2 separate regions of the Mus musculus genome follow, and region 1 is linked to region 2. A link is a contact called in public Micro-C data. All regions are on one chromosome and are shown on one strand. The core of a region is the stretch at or near the end of the contact, and the rest is flanking DNA. Distances in the headings are between cores, read along the strand shown. Region 1 holds the start of Fgf3 (fibroblast growth factor 3). Region 2 holds the start of Igf2os (insulin-like growth factor 2, opposite strand).

Region 1 (3,942 bases), core at 1,159-3,658, 2.2 Mb before region 2:
TCTCCATCATTTCGACGTTTAGAGAAAGAGACTGACTTCAGACAGGTGGAAAGGGCATTTTCCTGAGCACCTAAAGTCTGTGTTGGGCAGGCACTCAGAAGCCCAGGAGGGATCTGGACGAGCTTGAGTCTGGCATGACCTGGGGGCTAAGAAGTCTATCTCTCATGTCCTCTTCTGTCCCCCAATCAGATGCTCAAGCCAGATGGTTATTCCATCAGCACCTGCCCACCAGTAATGGAACTCACCGAAGCATACAGCCGTCCTCTCTTGTTCATGGCCAGGTACCGCCCAGAAAAGAGCCCTTTGATGGCCACCACGCCCACTTCCACCGCAGTAATCTCCAGGATGCCTGGAAAGAGTCAGGAAGAGTCCATCAACGTCTCAACCTAAGCAGAACCTCAGCCTGAGCCAGCTTCCCCCTCTAGGCTCAGGAAGCTGGGACAGGTCTGGTTGGAAGTCCTGGTAGGAAGAAAACATTGAGCAGGTGGTAAGGAAAGGGGCATCCTGCCACTGTGCGGGAGACCTTAATCCTAACCTCAGGAGAAGACATGATGGGAATGTTCTGCCCCTGCCATGCACCTTGGGTGCAACCTGGACAGATCGACCCAGTCTGTATTTTGTGCAATCTTGTGAATGCCTCGGTCTCGCAAGCATCAAGTAACTTAAGCCACACATAATGGTTTGGGAGATCCAAACCCCAGAGCAGATGGAGACCCAGAAGGGGAGGTGGCCAAGACTCTTAGGGAAGCCAGGGTTTGCAGCCCAGCCCCCCACTGGCAGCAAGTGATCCAAAGATGTGTGCTGAGAGGTAGCCTGCCACAGAAAAGGGCCTGGGTGCTGAGGAAAGGTGACAGGGCTCACCCAGGCCTAAGAGTAGGTACAAAAGTTAACAATCTCTCAGCGCAGATGACAGAGAAGTTGCAGAGACTGATCACCAGAGTTTGATCGAGGAACCCACATGATGGAAGTAGAGACCAGACTCCAGCTAGTGGCTCAATGACCTCCACACACTCACTGTGGCACACAAAACAAACAAAATACAAAAACAACCAAACTTCTACCAGCCTTTGCCGTGAACAGTATAGTGCTTTTGGGAGGGGAGCGGAGGTCAAAGACCCCCGGGATAGTGGGTCGAGGATTCACTCCCTTTCTAGGGAGCGGCCGCTGGGACCCAGCATGGTCCAGATTACCGGACTCAGTTGAGATTCTGCCCTAGCCACGGTTTGGAGGGGTGCAGGATGAGGCCTCTACAGCTGGCGCCAGACGAGCACCAGACTGAGTGCCCCTAGGTGGCAGCGAATGTGCCCCTCCTCTACATCTGGGACCTCCCGGGATCCAGCAAATGGGGAGTGGTGCGCATGAGGAGCCCCGCGCTCCAGGCCCGACAGGGTCTAGTCCCCAGGACGCCCCCGCGGGGCTGCGGCTTTGCAGGAGGAAGCTGCGGTTCCCCCCCGCCGCCCGCGCCCCCCGTTCGGCTTCCTGCGCCCCGGGCGCGGTGAGTTTTGCGCGGCCTCCCTCCCACGCAGCGAGCAACGCTCCTGGTCCAGCTCCGCTCGTGGGTACCCAACTGAAGAAGCCAAACCCTGCAATACTCGGGAACTGGCCCTGGGTATGATCGAGCTGCGGGCTGTGGGTGCGTGTCAGCAGCATCCGGAACACGAGGGGACGCCTGTTTGTCCTGTCGCGCTCTCTTGCAGGGCGCAGGACGCGGGACAAGCCTGTCGTCAGATGCCGCGTTGCGGAAACCGAGCTCTGCCTAGTGGAGTGTCCTCCGCGCATCGGCTGAGAGCAAAGAGAACGAAAGGGACTGGCCATGCACCCCGGGGTCGTCAAAACAATAAAGAGGGCGATAAATCCTTGTCCAACGGCTTTTCATTGAGTAATAGAAACGTGTCAGAACCGGGGTCGCCTCCCGCGCAGCTCCTGGGGGAGCGGGACGGGCGGGGCAGCTTGCTGAGTTCGGTAGCTGGGACCGCGGCGGCGTCTTCGGACTGACCTCAGCTCTGCCTCTATCTAGGACGTGGCGGCAGGGGACCGAGCCCTCCGGTCTCTTCCGCCACCCTCCCCTCCCTGTCCGGACCTGAACACTCACTATAGGCGCTGTTCTCAAGGCTGCCGTTCACGCGGCCGCTTGGGTGCAGCTGGAGGTGGTACTTGGTAGCGCAGTAGAGCTTGCGGCGCCGTGGCGCCCCGCCGAGGTGCTCGTAAACGCCACCACGGCCGCCCGCATCGCGTCGTAGTCGCGTCCCGGGCCCCGTAGTTGGCCAGCTGGGTTCCAGCAAGCTGAGCAGCAGAAGCCAGATCAGGCCCATCCCGGCATCGCGCCCGCCCGCAGCGGCTGCTGCGCCAGCGCGGGTCTCACGAAGGCGCGGCGCTGGGAGCACACGCCCGCGCGCCAGGCCGGCTCGACTGTGGCTAGGAGAGGAAGGGAGGGAGAGGGGGACCGGGAAGAGGTGGGAGACAGGGGAGGGAGGAAGAGGAGGGGAGACAGGGAGAGGTGGAGAGAGGTGGAGATGGAGATAAGGACGGGTGGAGCAGGAGAGGGGAAGAGATAGTGGAGAGAAGACAAGAAAGAGGAGAGGGAGATGGAGAAAGAAGACTTTGAATTTTCACCCAGGAATGGGGGTCGTGTTTCTTTGCCGAACACAGTTCTGAAGAAAGGGCGCTTGACAACAAAAGGCGGCCGTGGTCCCTGGCGGGGGCGCGGGACTCAGGCCGGGCGTCGCCTGCGCACAGCTCCCGGGCCAGAGCCGTCGGGCCGCCGCTCCTCCGCCGTGCGCCCTGAGCCCCCTCCCGCCTCTGAAAGGTCCCCGCCCCGCCCCCGCCCCCAGACCAATTATGCCTCGGAAAATTATAGAGCGAGGCCTAAAGGCAACCGCCCCCAGGCCCTGTCACCCCCTCCCGCCTTACATCAATCCTGGGTGCACAATGGGACTGTGGATGACTGATGTCTGCGCAAACAACTTGCGGGGAAGTCTAGCTGACAAACGCTCATGAAAGGCGGCGCCTAATCCAGAGCAATTGCGGAGGGCGGTGCGTGGGGAGCCCGGGGTTGGGTTCGTGCAGGTCGCTTCTCACACCGCAGAGCGGTCCTCAGGCGTCCAGTCTTGTGGCCCAACGGCCCAGGGACTCTAAGCTCGAAGCTACCTAACTGACCAGAAGGTAGCACAGGAAGTTTGCACACCTTAAGTGGGAGTGGTCTATCCCAGCGGTGGTCCAGAGAGGGGACTGCACAGATAGGAGCAGAGACAATAGAGTCACAGAGCCTTAGAGCCCAGGAAATCTAGGCAGAGACAGAAATAAAGGTGGGTGAGGCAGATGACAGATTTGGCTGAAGAGAAAGAAGGAGGAGAGCAGTGGAGAGGGGGAGGAATGTGGAGATACAGAGGGCAACAGAACCGAAGGGAAAGAAGATCCCACAATGGCGCCCGCATGCCCACCTGGCAGGCTGAGGGGGAGTCCAGGTTCAGGGAATAGCTCCCTGGACCCTGAGCTCTTGACCTCAGTTCCTTATCTGCCAAGGGCCTCAAAGAAGAAGGACTTCCTGAGGTATCAGAAAAGGTCCCACCCCACATCCTGTGCTTCCAACGGTCCCCTGGCCAGCAACTACCCTCAGGCATGCCTCAGGACCCTGTGGCATGGGTCACAACATTGGTTCCTAAGTTGATCCTGAGCTCTTGGGAGGAGTCTGGCGGGAAGCCCTTGTTGATGTGAGATCCTGAGAAGTGTTGGGGTGGGGGGACCTCCACGATACAGAAGCTATTACTAGCACACACTGGGACATTTTCCACCCTGAGAACCTCATTTAGGGTAGCAGGCCCTCTTCAGCATGCTGAATGCACATGTCCTCCACAGCTGAGCACCCTCAACTGTCTCCCAGGGCCTCTGTTCTAGCCAGGGTCTGCAGGGTCTCTGCCCCACGCCTAGCCCCTGAGAAATCTT
Region 2 (3,491 bases), core at 935-3,434:
GACAGCATTTCCTCATTCTCTAGAGGACTTCTCTGAAGCCACAGAAATTAGAGGTGATTTTTCCCGGGTGTTGTAGGGCCCACTGGCTTCAGGGTGAACCCTAGTCTCCACTCCCACCCCTCAAAAGAACTGACCTGAATTCCCTAAAATCCATCTGTTGTTTTTCATCTCCCATTTTTAAGCAATTAAAATTAAGCTCCCCTAAATTTCATGTTGGGAATTTTCTTAAACCCAACAGCAACAACAAACCACCTAACTTCTACAAATTAGTCTAGGATTTTGTGGGTTCCCCAAGCTTTCTAACCAAGATATTGGGTTCCCCTCGTTAGGCCTGGATCAAGATGCCCCCCATTTTTGCATAGAATAATTTTCCTCATTCCCCAACTTGGATTCTAATTTTTCTGGAATCTCAAATTTAGTCATTCGCCACAGTTTTCCCATTTATGGAGTCGCCTTCGAGTCCCCCTACTTTGGGCCGCTCATTCCCAGGACCGCAAATCAGACAAGGGTCTGACTTGGGATCCCCGAAATTTGATCATTGTTTCCGCTGGCCACTTTCGGCAGCTTCCCGTCCTGCGCATAACAGTGGTATCGGCCTCGTCACTTCTCCTACGGTGTCCCAGCGGCAGCACAGATTTTGGAAAAGTGTGTGTGCCCCAAACACGCACTGGACACTGCGCGGCGGCCAGGACGTGGGCAGTGTTGCTCCCGTGTCCAGGAAAACGACTGGGCATTGCCCCCAGTTTCCCCCAAATTTGGGCATTGTCCCCGGGTCTTCCAACGGACTGGGCGTTGCCCCGGTTCACTGGGGACTGCCCTTGGGGTCTCGCTCACCTTCAGCAGCGTCCACTTCAGCAGCTCCCACTTCATCCGCTCTCCCGCCCTTCTCCTCCGATCCTCCTGCGCCAGCGGACCCGACCTTCGGCCTTGTGGTGAGCTCCCCGTGGCGCGCTCCCTCGTGCCCCAGCTCTTCCACTGCGGGGCACCGGCTACCTCGCAGTTTGTCCTCAGGGCTGCTGCGGAGTAGCGCGGGAGCGGGCTGCTGGCTTCTCCCTCGGCGGCAGCGCTCCTTTGGGCTGGGCGCTCCGAAACGCGCGCCACTTTGTGTGCACTCTGCAAACAACGCGGTGGTAGGGAAAGCGCCTGGGCGGCCAGGAAGCGGGAAGGGCAGAGCGCTCGGGCGGCTTGGAGCCTCCAACCCTACAGGTCGAGGGCTTGGGGAAGCGAGTGTAGAGCGCGGGCGCGGTGATTGATGGTCGGGCCGGGAGGTTAGCCCCGGGTGCACTGGTTTCCGCCAGTAGTGGCCCTTTAGAGGCCTAGAGGTGCGGAGGTCGGGAGAGGGAAACAAGGTGCACCGGTTTAGAAGTGATTTTGACTTGGTAAAAATCACAATGGCTTCTTATATCTGAAACCACCCGGGGAGAGTTTCTTAATAGCCCGGAATTATCGCATTGGCCCCTGGGGCCGAACCTGCAACTAAGCAAATTCAAAGTGCTGAGGACAGGGAACTGTTATCTGCTCATACTGGGTGGGGTCCCAAAGGCGCGCCGCTTAGAAGCACTTCAGTGAGCTCTGGTTTACAGGTCTGGTTTGAGCTACGTTTCCCGCCCTGCTTCTTTTTCTGCTGAAGGGCGCAGACATTGTGCGGGGGCTCCACGCGGGGCCCAGATTTGGCGTGGCCAAGCCAGCCTTCCCTTCATGGTGCACCTGGTGGCCCCCCAAAGGCTGCTAGGAGATCCCAGGCAAAGCAGAGGTTAGGGGCGCTTAGTAAGATCTATCTGGCTGCTATTCGAGGTGCCTCACAGCCCGCCCTGCCTGCTCAGGCAGGTGGAGGCTGCGCGCTCCCCCCCCCCCCCCCAGCCGATCCAGGGGACTGTCCCCTGCTTAGCAAGTAGGTCCCTGTGAGAACCCTCTACCCAGCTACCTGCGCCTTAACTCAGTCGGCCGGGATGCGCCTACCTTGTAACCCTCTAACTGAGCACAGGTCCTGCCACTACCACTGAGGCCTAGGGTGCCACGCACGTTGGTTCGCACCACGCGCCCATGTTGCACAAGCACAGGGCACCCCGGAAACATGACATGGGACCTCGATTTTTAGGGATAGACACCCAGGATTTAGTGGGCCTGTTGGGGCGCACAGCCCCCCCCCATCTTTGCCACCAGGCACTCCACTCCCCCCCCCCACCGGCAACCCCCGTGCCCAGGGCCCCCGACCCGCATTCCCCGCGTGGCTCGAGTTGCGGGGGCGGTCCCGGGGCGGGGCGAGGGCCCTGCGGACGCCCATTGGCGCGGGCGTAAGGCCAGCGGGGCCCGAGCGGGCGCCGAGCCGCGGGGTGGCGCGGCTATAAGAACCGGGCGTTGGCGCCCGGAGTTCGCCTGCTCTCCGGCGGAGCTGCGTGAGGCCAGGCCGGCCCCCGGCCCCCCCTTCCGGCCGCCCCCGCCTCCTGGCCCACGCCCGCCCGCGCTCGGCCCGCCAGCGCCTCCATCCGGGCTGGCGGCCCCGCGTCGACGCCGTCCGCCACCTCGCTGCTGCTAACTCCTGTGCAGGGCGCCGTCGGCGGGGCCGCGCTCCGTCGGGCCTGCGGATCTCCCCACCGCCTCCTCCTCTATCTACCTCAACACCCCATTCCTGCTTCGCCAGAGGAGGCGGTCCCCACCGCAGGCAGTCCGGCTTGCAGGTCGCCGGCGTTGTCATCCCCCGCGCTTCCCCTCCCAGCCCTCCCCGGTGCGCAGCCCGGCTGCTCCCCTCTTTTCGCTGCAGTCCCGAGCAGCTGAGGCGCCGCCACGCCTGTCCCCCCCACAAGAAGCCCGGGCTTACGACGGCTGAGGGCTCCGTCGACCCTAACCGAGCTGGGTGCCCGTGGCCGGGGTGACGCCTCCATTCCTCCCCCCTCAACACCGTCCTCGGTCCTTCGAAGTTGCATCCTCTCCTCTGCTTAGGGTGCGCCCCCCCTCGCGCACCCGCTTACCCGCCACCTTTCCTAAGCTCCCCTCCTGCCCCCTCCCCGTTCCTCCTCGCCTCAGACTCCCTCCCCCTCACGTCCGCCCTCTGCCTTCGCCTACCCAAGTGGATTAATTATACGCTTTCTGTTTCTCTCCGTGCTGTCCTCTCCCGCTGTGAGCCTACCCGCCTCTCGCTGTCCTCTCTCCCTCTCTCCCTCTCTGTGGTCCCCCCCTTTCACGTTCACTCTGTCTCTCTCACTATCTCTGCCCCCCAACTATCCTTGATACAACAGCTGACCTCATTTCCCGATACCTTTTCCCCCCCGAAAGTACAATATCTGGCCCGCCCCAGCCCTAAGATACCCTAAAGAAGCAGAAGAGACGCCCCCCTCCCCACCAAAAAAGCCATCTCCCCGTTCTGTCCCGTCGCACATTCGGCCTCTGCGACTCGGGCAGAGCGGCGCTGGCAGAGGAGTGCCCGGCAGAAGGGCCTTCGCCCGCTGTTCGGTTTGCATACCCGCAGCAGGGAGATGGGCGGCAGCGTCGCC

Evidence for each region. A called contact is a pair of places that touch in the nucleus more often than the background predicts.
Region 1: a contact with region 2 is called in a Micro-C map of embryonic stem cells, with 4 times the contacts expected there. The contact joins the promoter of Fgf3 here to the promoter of Igf2os in region 2. A contact is called at or near these places in 1 of 39 promoter capture datasets (embryonic stem cells), 2 of 484 Hi-C or Micro-C datasets (both in embryonic stem cells) and 1 of 115 datasets of contacts at active chromatin or transcription factors (embryonic stem cells).

The regions. Positions count from the first base shown.
Region 1 is chr7:144,837,078-144,841,019 of GRCm38.p6, reverse strand. It overlaps Fgf3 (fibroblast growth factor 3), which reads right to left and starts at 2,408. Exons shown (of 3, transcript NM_008007.2): 1 at 2,093-2,408; 2 at 246-349. The coding sequence starts at 2,312. RefSeq lists an enhancer at 3,231-3,269 and a promoter at 2,400-3,942.
Region 2 is chr7:142,658,373-142,661,863 of GRCm38.p6, reverse strand. Igf2os (insulin-like growth factor 2, opposite strand) reads right to left here and starts at 2,184. Exons shown (of 4, transcript NR_002855.3): 1 at 835-2,184. It also overlaps a transcript of Igf2 not described here.